4 separate regions of the Mus musculus genome follow, and regions 1, 2 and 4 are each linked to region 3. A link is a contact called in public Hi-C data. All regions are on one chromosome and are shown on one strand. Each heading gives the region's core, a stretch centred on a gene start, on an enhancer-like site or on the middle of the called end of the contact. The rest is flanking DNA. Distances are from core to core; before and after follow the strand shown. Region 1 has its middle 320 kb from the start of 1700012I11Rik. Region 2 has its middle 350 kb from the start of 1700012I11Rik. Region 3 overlaps Zfat (zinc finger and AT hook domain containing). Region 4 overlaps 1700012I11Rik (RIKEN cDNA 1700012I11 gene).

Region 1 (2,947 bases), core at 235-2,734, 540 kb before region 3:
GGGAACATACAGGTGAATAAGAAGAGTATGTAGCTGCCACTAGTGTGCAAATGTAGGCTTTAGAAATTGCTACTGAACTCTCAACTTATAATCTTCACCTTAAAATTGCCCTTTATGGCTGGTGCCATCTTGCCTGGAGATGCCATGTAGTTATATAGACCCATGGAAATCTGTACCAGTAATTTTCTTTCCCAAGGTATACAAAATCTAATTTTTATAGTCTCAATGCAGTAAAGCTGCTGGGATGCAGTTAACACCCCAAAACCCTTCATGGGATCTGTCTTAGTCAGGGTTTCTATTCCTGCACAAACATCACAACCAGGAAACAAGTTGGAGAGGAAAGGGTTTATTCACCTTACACTTCCATACTGCTGTTCATCACCAAGGAATTCAGGACTGAAACTCAAGCAGGTCAGAAAGCAGGAGCTGATGCAGAGGCCATGGAGGGATGTTCCTTACTGGCTTGCTTCCCCTGGCTTGCTCAGCCAAGACTTGCTCTTATAGAACCCAAGACTACCAGCCCAGAGATGATGCCACCCACAAGGGGCCTTTCACCCTTGATCACTAATTGAGAAAATTCCCCACAGCTGGATCTCATGGAGGCACTCCCCCAACTGAAGCTCCTTTCTCTGTGATAATTTCAGCCAGTGTCAAGTTGACACACAAAACCAGCCAGTACAGGACCCAACTAAAGTTAGAAATTCCTTGGAATTATGCCTTCATACAACTCCATGTCAGGCTATGCTTGAGAGCATCCAGTGCTGGAAAGAGAGAAATCAGCTTTGTTGTTGCAGGCAGGTCTGTTGTTTAGTTGTGTATCTTACAGCGTTCTCCTCTTTCTTGTTCTAGGTCCCCACTGCTCAGTTCAGACCCAATGAGATGGAGATTTTCTCCATTCTATATCTCTCCATGTGTGTCAATTTGTCTGGATCCTTGGGAGGGTCTGTGGATTTATTACTTTTCTGTCACTGCAACAAGATGCTCTATAGAACAACTTTAGAAAGAGAGCTTTTATTTTGGAGCATGGTTTTAGAGCATCTCAGTCCATCAAGCTTCTGTTCAGAGTGGCAGAAGCACATGCCCGATCCTCCTTGCATCACAGGGGATCAGTATGCAAAGAGGAGGGTTCTGGTCCTCAACTGGCTTTCTCCTGGTCAATATTTAATTCAACCTCATCCTAGATCCTATGATATGTTGGCACTCACATTCAAAGAAAGTCTGTGCCTCCCGGGTAATTCGGATATGTCCTCACAGACACACAACAAAGTCCTGCCTAAATCCCCTAAATGGTTTATAATCCACTTTGCAATGATGATTAATTGTCACAGCCATCTTCAAAGATTCTGCCCCCCTAGGGCCGGTATTCGCTCTTAATTGTGGAAAACAGGCCTGGGTTAGTAGCTTCTTCTGGTTGTTAACCTTGGAATTGTCTCGACAGCTGGTTCCTGCTTTTTTAATATCTTGGCAGTTACTTCCATTGCTGACTTCTGTAAATGGATTCTGTGTGGCAGCAGATACTGACTCACATCCTAGGACCATGGCCTTGTGTTAGAAACAGAAAACAGAACAAACTGCACCATCCTCAGGTTGTTCATACATATTAACTGAGCTCTTGCAGCAAATGTCTACCTTGAACTGATAGGAAACCCATACTATAGGAGCTTTGGAAGAAACTCACAGGCTATCCTTGGTGGACCTTATGGTGTTGTAATAGGGCATCAATTGGGAGAAGATTGCCCTTGTAGGTGAGTAGAACCAAGTGGGGAAGGACAAAGATGACAGTGAATTGAGCTATAAAAGGACAGAGATGACACTGGGTGCTACTATACATCATTTTTGTTGCAAGTCAATTTTCTTCTTGAATGGTGGCAGAAAGGTATGTTTGATCCCACTTAACCTTCTCTCAGGCCTCCCTCATCTAGGCTGGTGATTAGCCAATTAAGCTTTTATTATCCAGCACAGGGAGGTGAAGGAGGCTTGAGCACACCATATGAATCAGATTCTATTAGACGTGCGTAGAAAGACTGGGGTAAACAAAGCAATCATTTAAAAATGCTTCATTTATTTGTGTAAGTGTGTGCACATATATGCATGTGTGTGTATGTGTGTGTGTGTTCATGCCACATCACTTCTTCGGAGCCTAGAGAGGAACTTTGTAGAGTTAGTTCTCTCCTTTTGCATTAACCTAGGTTCTGAGGCTGGAACTCAGGTCATTAGGCTCAAATGGCAAGCAGTTTTATCCACTGAGCCATATAGTTGACACCACACCCAAGCAATTCTTGATGGAGTCTCTGTGGGAGATGCATGCTGTTGAGAACATATCCACTGTGGGAAATGCATGCTGGGAGGAGACATATAGAGTGGAGTAGATGGGGAAGATGAATGTTTTAGGAGAGTGGCCTGGTAGGGGATACGCATGCTTGGAAAGATGCTTACTGGGAAGAGACGCCTGCAGTAAAGAGATGCATGCTGAGGACAGATACATGCTGTGTGAAGAGGCATATTGTAGGATGGGAGGGAGATGTAGACTGGGTGAGATGCATACTCAGGGCAGAGGGAGAGGCAGACTGGGCCAGATGCTTGCTACAGAGAAATGCATTCTGTGGAGGCACATGATGTCCAGTGCTGAATGCTGGGGATACTACTTGAAATATTTCTGGATTGCATGGCAAAGTGTGACTCAGTTCTTGATTGGGTTCTCAAGCCAGCTTTTTCCTCTACTGTGTGTCCTAGCCTTCTAATGGTGGATTTTTAGCTTACTAGGACTGTTGTCTGTGAGCACGTGGTTTCAGCATCCCTTGATAGCTTGTTAGATATTCAGATTTTTACCATGAGGCCAGGCCTATTGAACTGGGAACTGAGCTGAATCTCTCAGGCTGCTTTCAAGAGCTGTGCTTCTGAGAGATCCTGCTGTGCAGTAAATTTGAGAGGTGCTGGACTGAATGTT
Region 2 (2,870 bases), core at 76-2,575, 510 kb before region 3:
TCTTGTGCCAGAAACCACATCTACCTCCCCCTGAATTCTATTTCTTAGGCACGTTCTACTTGGTAAGCATGTCTGGAGCAAACCCAGAAAGGGCATGTCTTCTTGTTTGCTGAAGTTTTCATTATCCATTTTATTTCTCTGTCACCATACACAACAGTCATAATCCCTTATCCTTCCTCTTAGCCAACTGTCATACACATCTATCTTACATACTCCCTTCTGGTAGAGACCATCTACTTCTTTGATGAATGTGTTCTCTATAGACATAATCTTAGAATGCTGTCAACATGTTTTTTGAGATGACACCCTAATTACCACAAGGAAGTGACCATGAAGATACTGAAAACATAATTGCCACCCTCAAGAATTCTGCATTCAAGTGTGGCAAACATATATTTTCTAGGTCTAGGATTGCATATAAGCATAACATTGATTGAATTAATTTCAGTCATATATATACATATATATATACATATGCATATATGTATATATATATATGTATATATATATATTCATATTCACCAGGTATTAACCACAGACTGTGGATTTCAAATCTTGTATACATATATTCATGTGAACTAGGATCTTCCTTTTAACTAATAGGAAGGCCTGGTGCAATACACTCAATTTCTATCTGTATACCTATACTTCCTAACAGACAACACATGTTCATTAAGAAACTACCGGAATCCCTTTATCTACAAAAGTATGAGTGACTGCTAGAGAGTGACATCATTGCCTACTAGAGAAAATAGAAACAATTTCACACAAACTTTTCAGCTTTTCAGAGGAGTGTAGAGATTAGGCTAAGTTACTTTAGTTTGTCCAGGCAATGATGATAGGATTTGTAATCTGAATGGAACCTAAGAGTCTTACCATTCTATGTTTTTCTAATGCTATTTAAAATTCAAGGTGATTTTGTTTTTCTGTCCATCCTGTGCAGTGGCGGTTTTCTAGTAAGCTTGCAATTTTTGATTTACAGCCTAAAGAATGATGCTTTACAAACACCCTATTGTTGCAAAAATGATAGTCTTGGCTCTAAGATAGGTCCATTTTTGGATTTACTAATTCAGCTCATTATGTTTAATCTGTGTCTACAAAGAACTATGTTGCCACTTGATTTATTTAACTTGCAAGTCTATATTTCTTTTTATACACAGAGTATGGGGACAGTCCCTGAGTCAGCTCTCAGCTACTCTTCTTTCATGATGATTTAAGAAATTGTAGAGAAAAGAAGCTTAAAATAAAAGAGAAGCAGAGTTGGCTAAAAGCCTTCTTTCCAAATGCAGGAGAGACTGCCTTTAGTTTTATAGGACAGATTAGGCAACAAAGAGCTGAAAGGAAGTCATGAGTTATGAGTCAAGAGATAGACATAAGAATGTTCTGGGAACGTTCAGCTTGTTTGAATTTTACCAAATAAATTGAGATTGGGTAAATAAATCACAGACTATATTGAGATAAAGATTATAATGTAAATATGAACATTGTAGCATCACAAGATGTTACCTGCAGAGTAAAGCTATGGGGGTAGAGAGAGAGAGATATAAAGGGAAGTTAAGATATAGTTAATAAGCATCATCAAAACAAATAGTGACTTTAAGCCTCTTACAGTTCTAGCAGCCAGCATAACTTAAAGCATAACAATAGTCCTGCCAAAAGCTGGGAAAGAATATAGTGGGAAGGAAGGAAATAAATCAAGAAATGTAGTTTCAGTTCTAGAGCTGGACCAGTGATGTAAAGTTTCTAACTGTATACAACATTGGAATAAAATCAGTAGCTGTATAAATAGAGGCTGTTTCCAAATGGTGAGATGAGATGGCAGTTATCCATTCCACCTTGAACATTTACATAGCACCAAGTCCTTTTCGTGTGCACACATGAGTTAGAAGTGAGAAACACAAGTCCCACAATTCAGTAGCAAACTTATTAGCATAAATTGGAGATGTACCTGTATAGGGTATGGCCTGATGTTTAGATGAACAAGACAGAGTAAAAGGTTAGTTACAACAATGGAGGCTGGTTTTTGTTTTTGTTTTTGTTTTTGTTTTTGTTTTGTTTTGTTTTGTTTTTCTGGATGGGAGAAAAGCAAGAAGGATGCAGAAGTAAAACATTAGGCAGCTATTAAAAAATGAAGCATCTACCAAAAATAAGGCAGCAAAGGCCTTAGAGGCAGAGAGCATAGTGGGCACAGCCATATAAAGGCTGGACTACAGAGACATTGTTCAGCACATGCAGGTTGGGCAATGTTGGTCTAGTTGGTGATAAATTTTAAGGCTTCAAGGAGAAATCAAGAAGGGTTCATTTGTTTATTACTTTAAAGGAATTACATTACCTTTGCTAGACCAGAGGCCACAAACTCAAATACACAGAACAGCCAGTCAGATGGATAGAACTAGGGAATAAGAAAGTACTCTTACACATACCTTGCAGAGGAATCAGGCACAACACAGAGTCATCTGACTGTTCCAACACAGCATCTGATATTCAATAGTTCAAATAACAAGAACAATCAAATATTTAATGTGAAACCTCTTAACTTGAGAGGATTCAAAATTTTATGAATTAGATCAAGCTATGTTATGACAACAAAGAAACACCAATATCTGTGATGAAATATAATACAGGCTTGTGTTCCACTCATAGATAGCCCAAATGTGTACGGAACAGCCCACTTGCATATGCTTATGTTAAGAGGGAGTCAGGACCATCAGGATCATTAAACCTGAATCAAGCACTCACTGACTCAGAAGAGTCATTGGCTTTGGCACACATTTGTTGGAATGAATCACTTGCCATCAGCCTAATTTATAGGAAGACTGGGAAGGGTCACAGTACACAGTGGGATTTCATGAGCACTCATGTGCCTGCAA
Region 3 (2,793 bases), core at 172-2,671:
ACTAAGAACATAGATTGTAAAACAAAGGGATGGGCTGAAAAACAGATAAGGGGCTGGTGGACAGTCCACTGGTCCCTAGGAGATTTGGAGTAGCTATCCTTTCAGGGCCTGAGTGACAAGGGTGACATTCTCTGGGATGCACTGAGCAGGTATGAATGTCAGTTCCAGCACTTCCAGGAAGCCTGGGCAAGATGCTCTACAATCTTTGGCTTGCCCAAAGTAAAAGAAGGACCAGCATACCTACCTTAGAAAGACTAAGTAGGGAAGGTTCAGCTCATAGAGACTGTGGGGGGAGAGATTAGAGGGGGAGACAGCTGTGGGTGCAATCTGGGCATCTTGATGTTAGATGCTAAAAGAAGATTATGACAGAGAGAATTCAGTAGCTGTAAAGCTATTCTGAGAGAAAACTGCTAACTTATCTAGCCATTTCTGTATGTATAAACCAAGACAACCCAAGACATTTATTTCCTTTTACTATTTATTTCCATTTCATTTATCTGCAAAAATGCACCAAAACCAAGGCTGTGGAGGTAAATATTAATTTCTTTCGTTGAAAGACAGTACCTAACGGGAGAATAGGATGCTGCAAACCTCCTCCCTCACCTGATAGCAAACTATGAGGAGGAAGGAAGGAGGGTGGGTGATAAACATTGAGGTCCTCAGGAAACATGTCCACAAACTACAGTGCATGCCAGGTAAGTGTGGTGGTACCATGTGGTGAGCAGAAGGAGAGAGCCACAATGAGCTCATGTGATATACCCGGCTGTACTCAGTATGGCAGGGTGAAGGCTGCAGGGAAGGGCAGATGAGGTTTAAAGCGATGTTTGCAATGAGCTCTTCAGATCTAAGTGCCTTAGCAGCTCACACACAGACCAAGCCTTTATTTCATAAAGCAAGGCAGACATTTCTGAGAAGTCCAGGCCTCCGCCCATCTACGCTCGCTCTCTTACCATCCTGCTGAACATTTCTATTTTGTCTGCTACCTTTTCTAGGTGCTGAAGTCCATTTAAGAGAACCCTTTTCCCATTTGTTTTTTGTCTTTAATATCTAGCCCCAGGTTGGTCTTGTCACCAAAACCTGTACTACATTCGTCTGTCTATTGATTCTTATGCATGGAACATCACAATGGATCATCAGGAAAGGTGACAGACGATGCTAGCTGTGCATTTCACTGAAGTCCTAGCATAAGCACGTGTTAGGTTAAGCAGGTCAAGCTAACTTGGTGCTCCCCAAGTCCACCTTCTCCACATACTTAGGAGCTCCACAGTGAGGATGAGCCAGAGGCAAGGAGCTGCTTTACAGAGGGGCTTATGAGCCTTTGGGATATGTGCGCTCCTCAAGCATTCTAAGTGTGACCTGCTCATTCTGCTTTTCTGCCATTTCTGTAGGCATGCACTGCCTACCCTGCTCCCACAGAAGTCAACAGCTGTTTCCTGCTGTGGTTACTGAACACTCCCTCAAGCCTCACTCCAGTTCCTCATACATACTACCTGTTCCCTCTTCACAAATGGCATCGTGAAGCCCCTAGGGTCCAGTGACTCAACTAAGGTCAAGCAGCTCACAAAGAGCAAACGCTGGACCCGGTGTGCATGAGTGGAACCTAGAGCTCGTTCTTCCTCAGCTGGCGAGCGTGGCAGTGACTAACGATATCACATGCCCCAGATTGATAGGGTAGAATTATTGCTCTTTAGCCATCCGAGGCAGACAAAGGTTAGCTTGTACAGCTCTAACCATTCTCTTTGTTCAAAATGATCACTCCAGCAGTTTAATCTATTAGCACAGGCTTAAAATTGTTCTCTGTCGCAGAAATAATATGGCTTTCACAGTGTCATTACCCCCTGAGATGGATATTCTATGTCTCCCAATGCTGCATCTAACATGTCTGTCAGCTAAATTATTAGCAGCACAGAGAGTCTAATAGAAAACCTTAATCCATGGGACTGCATAAATTATTCACAACATCAGGTCCTATGTTCAGTACTTCTGCTCACCTCAGATGTTCCAGAATGATGCTAGTGACCTATCCTTGGCAGATCTATTGCTGCTGGAGAGCAGCTTCCTGTGGAGACCCTGTCTCTTTCTTCACCTTCATCTCATGGTCCGCTCTGCAGCATGGATGGATATTTTGATATGTCATGTCATCTGGGATCTTCCAATCACTCCACTCGTTCCATATTCCTCACCTCTCCTTCCTTCTCACCCTTCTTCAGCTTCCTCTCCACTGTCTATATAAAATCCATCCCCACAAGCTTAAATCCTCTCCTTCCCAACTTTCAAGAAAGTCTCAGATATTGCTCTTGCTCACAGACCCTCAAGGAAGATGCAGCCTGCGTCACTCCCCAGGCCTTTATGACCCCAAATTGGTTTTGTGTTACAGTCCACCTCTAAGTTCTCTAAGCAGACTTATAGCATCTGGGGAGAACAGCAATACTTGGTGTGCAGATAAGCATCAGTGTTTATTTACCCTAGCCATCACTCCCCACAGCATCTGAAGGATCTTAGCACCCAAGTCTCAGGGAGTGTGGGGCTCAGGAAAGATGGAAAGCTGTCTGCAAGGTACTACACTTAACACAGCCATGGATGGCCAAGCAGAGGATAAGGCCACACCCAGGTTCCTGTGCTTCTGGTGGACATGAGCTTCAGGTAATTAATTACTCCAACCCAAAACTGAGCCAAAAGGGCAGCAGGTGGTTGGACCACCACACAGCCTCTCCCCTAGTCTCTTATCAGTTTCTTGGGCTGGATCTCATTTTATTATCTCTTTAATAAGAGTACACCGAAAGACTCCATGCC
Region 4 (2,836 bases), core at 216-2,715, 850 kb before region 3:
CATGATTCCTGGGCAAGTCTTTCAAGGTCACCATGATTTGTGACCTTCCTCCCTTTTTCCTTCCTTTCCTCCCTCCCTCCCTCCCTCCCTCCCTCCCTCCCTTCCTCCCTTCCTCTCTCTCTCCCTCCCTTCCTCTCTCTCTCCCTCCCTTCCTCTCTCTCTCCCTCCCTTCCTCTCTCTCTCCCTCCCTTCCTCTCTCTTTTCCTCCCTCCCTCTCTCCATCTCTCCCTCTTTCCATCCCTCCCTTCCTTGCTCCTTCCCTCCTCCCTCCTTCTGCATAATCTTCTCAGATCCCCAGATTTTCTTCATACCCTTTAGCTATGTCATGTACCTGTTCCTGGGTCCATTTTCAGTAACACCGAGGATATTCACTGCCATGTGGAAACAGAGCTTTCAGGGTAGATGTCAGTATCTTGCTAACTTCTAGTGGCAGATTTCTCTCAGTCACTCTTGGTTTGGGGAGGTATACATACCTTAGGTGTTAAGACCTTATACACAGGCTGTGAATGCTGGTGAAAAGACACTGATGTGACTGGGTATAGAAGTAGCCAAGATCTAATAGAGGGTATCTTATCACTGAATAGATCACATGAGACCATGGGCAAATCTCTTCATCTCTCTCATATTAGAAAAGGGACTAATGATCCTCCCTCCAAATAAACCCTGCGGGCATAGGTTCTAATCCCTTTCTAGTTGTTAGACATATAACTTATATGCCTCCTCTACTCACACCTGCAGCCATGGTTTGAGAATGGTACTTGGAGATGGCACTAGTTACTGTAGTGGTTTGAAGGAGAATAGCCCCACAGGCTTGTGTGCTTGAATTCTTGGTCCCTAGTTATTGGAACTCCTTCTGGGGAAGGAATAGAAGATATGGCCTTATTGGAGGAGCTATGTGGCTGGGGCTGTGGTTCAAAGTTTCAAAAGCCCATTTTTCTCACTCTCTATCTGCAATTTATAGATTAGATGTGAGCTCTTGGTTACTGCTGCAGAACCATGCCTGTCTGCCTCTATGCTTCCTGCCTGCCAAGGTGATCATCGACCAACCCTCTGAAACTGTAAGAAAGCCACCAACTAAATTCTTCATTCTATAAGTTGCCTTGGTCATGGTATTTCTCTTACAACAGCAGAACAATAACTTAGACAGTTTTCTCATTGTGACAAAAGATACTGACAGAAGCAGTTTAGAGAGATGGAAAAATTTATTCTTACCATTTATAGTGGAGGGAGACATAGTAGCAGGTAGGGAAAAGAGCAGAGCTGCAGGAGTGGGCAGCTGACTGGTCATATTGCTTCTACATCCACAATGCAGGAAGTGAACAGGAAATGGGGCTGGGTTGTGAAACCTCAAAGCCCAGCTTCAGTGAACCCACTCGCTCCCATGAGGCTCCACTTCCTAACGGTTCCACAATCTCCCCAAGCAGTGTTTCCTCCTGGGAGCTGAGTGTTCAAGCACATGATGAACCTATGTGGGGCATTTCACATTTAAACCACAGAGGAAGCACAAGAGGCCTTAGGATATATAGCACTAATGTGTATACCAAGCCTGGCACTTGAAGGCACTTGGCTATCATGAATCATGATTGTAGATTTATGTTTGTGGGTTTCCCCAATGCTCTCCCTTTGACATTTTTCCAAATATAGACAAGTCTCCAAATATAATGTATCAAACAGCCACAGGAGAAAGTATGTGGTCATGTTTAGAGCACTAAGACAAGTCTCCGTGGTCTAAGCTTAGACCACTTGTTTGCATGTTCTGCTTGTCTTATTTCTCTTCTCTAACCACTGAGTGAAGAGATGAAATTCTTAGCTGGGCAGCATCTAAATCATCACACGATACTAGTGTTTTCCCACTCTAGGTCTGCAGCATATATCCATTCTCCGGACCCATTGTGATTTTAACAGAGCAAGCAGTCATAGGTGCCCTGCAGACCCCAGGCTCTCAGTGGACTTGTTTGCCTTGTGGGCCTCAGTCACAGCCACCCTAAGCAGCAGCATCACCATCTGACACATCGGAAAGGAAACTCTATCCAGAAGGCTGACTCTTCAAGGTGGATATCTATCAAAGAGAGGTGTGACCCAAGGGCGGCCAGGGATCACTGAGAAGCTGGACGATCTGCTGCCCTCAGTCAAGATGCTGGGAGGTGCAGAAGCCTGGGTCCAACGTCCAAGAGGCCATTTCCTTGGTAGGAGAGATTCTGAGTTCTTCATTTCTATAACCGAATATAATGCATTTGATTTCTCACCCTGGTGATCAAGGTTTTCATTTCATCTTTGATAATACTTCTGGAACAAGAGTCATTTGGGAAGATTTACTGCTGAAATAAAACTCCCCTGAAAGGAGGAGTTAGAAAATATCTGCTGAGGTATGGAGTGGAATTCCTCAGTGGTAGAACAGGCTTTTAACTATGGGGATGACAAACAAGGTGGACTCAGATGAGCAGAGGCAATGGTGGACACCTTGCTTCAGCTGCTCCTGGGATTATCACACTGCCCTGGGCCTCAAACCTCTCTTTTCTATGACCACACATATGTATTAAGAAGGTGGCCCATTCTCTGTCCTTAGGCTTTTGTTTGGGAATGATAATAAATGAATATTGTTGTGCTGACATCATAGCTGCCTCATAAAAGAGATACCTTACAATCCTAAGAAGAGAAACCATGGTTGGCCTTTAGGATAAAGGAAGAGGCATCATCTAAAGGAAGCTTCTAGAGAGTGAGCAGAGAACTTCCTCCTCTCCCTGCTTCCCCTCCCCTCCCCTCCCCATCTTCCCCCCTCCTCCCTTTTTGTCCTCACCAAGCCCTGCATCCCCTGAGTGAGTGCATGAGGGGTAAA

The links. A called contact is a pair of places that touch in the nucleus more often than the background predicts.
Region 1: a contact with region 3 is called in a Hi-C map of bone marrow-derived macrophages, with 13 read pairs. The contact joins two enhancer-like sites. A contact is called at or near these places in 2 of 15 datasets of contacts at CTCF or cohesin (the NIH/3T3 cell line and pro-B cells) and 2 of 484 Hi-C or Micro-C datasets (bone marrow-derived macrophages and uterus).
Region 2: a contact with region 3 is called in a Hi-C map of bone marrow-derived macrophages, with 17 read pairs. The contact joins two enhancer-like sites. A contact is called at or near these places in 1 of 15 datasets of contacts at CTCF or cohesin (large pre-B cells) and 1 of 484 Hi-C or Micro-C datasets (bone marrow-derived macrophages).
Region 4: a contact with region 3 is called in a Hi-C map of bone marrow-derived macrophages, with 13 read pairs. The contact joins two enhancer-like sites. A contact is called at or near these places in 2 of 39 promoter capture datasets (the C10 cell line and embryonic stem cells), 1 of 484 Hi-C or Micro-C datasets (bone marrow-derived macrophages) and 3 of 115 datasets of contacts at active chromatin or transcription factors (VIP interneurons, acute myeloid leukemia and astrocytes).

Annotation. Positions count from the first base shown.
Region 1 is chr15:67,541,072-67,544,018 of GRCm38.p6, forward strand. No RefSeq gene overlaps it. Among named protein-coding and RNA genes, the nearest start is that of 1700012I11Rik, 320 kb to the left of the region's middle. Within about 2 kb of position 1,485, at least 6 of the 459 cell types and tissues checked have an H3K27ac peak or open chromatin away from gene starts, as enhancers often do. A contact at or near this core is called in bone marrow-derived macrophages, where this site is marked.
Region 2 is chr15:67,570,571-67,573,440 of GRCm38.p6, forward strand. No RefSeq gene overlaps it. Among named protein-coding and RNA genes, the nearest start is that of 1700012I11Rik, 350 kb to the left of the region's middle. Within about 2 kb of position 1,326, at least 4 of the 459 cell types and tissues checked have an H3K27ac peak or open chromatin away from gene starts, as enhancers often do. A contact at or near this core is called in bone marrow-derived macrophages, where this site is marked.
Region 3 is chr15:68,085,215-68,088,007 of GRCm38.p6, forward strand. The region is part of intron 15 of Zfat (zinc finger and AT hook domain containing); the gene reads right to left. Among named protein-coding and RNA genes, the nearest start is that of Zfat, 170 kb to the right of the region's middle. Within about 2 kb of position 1,422, at least 28 of the 459 cell types and tissues checked have an H3K27ac peak or open chromatin away from gene starts, as enhancers often do. A contact at or near this core is called in bone marrow-derived macrophages, where this site is marked.
Region 4 is chr15:67,233,881-67,236,716 of GRCm38.p6, forward strand. All of the region lies in intron 1 of 1700012I11Rik (RIKEN cDNA 1700012I11 gene), which reads left to right. Among named protein-coding and RNA genes, the nearest start is that of 1700012I11Rik, 8.5 kb to the left of the region's middle. Within about 2 kb of position 1,466, at least 49 of the 459 cell types and tissues checked have an H3K27ac peak or open chromatin away from gene starts, as enhancers often do. A contact at or near this core is called in bone marrow-derived macrophages, where this site is marked.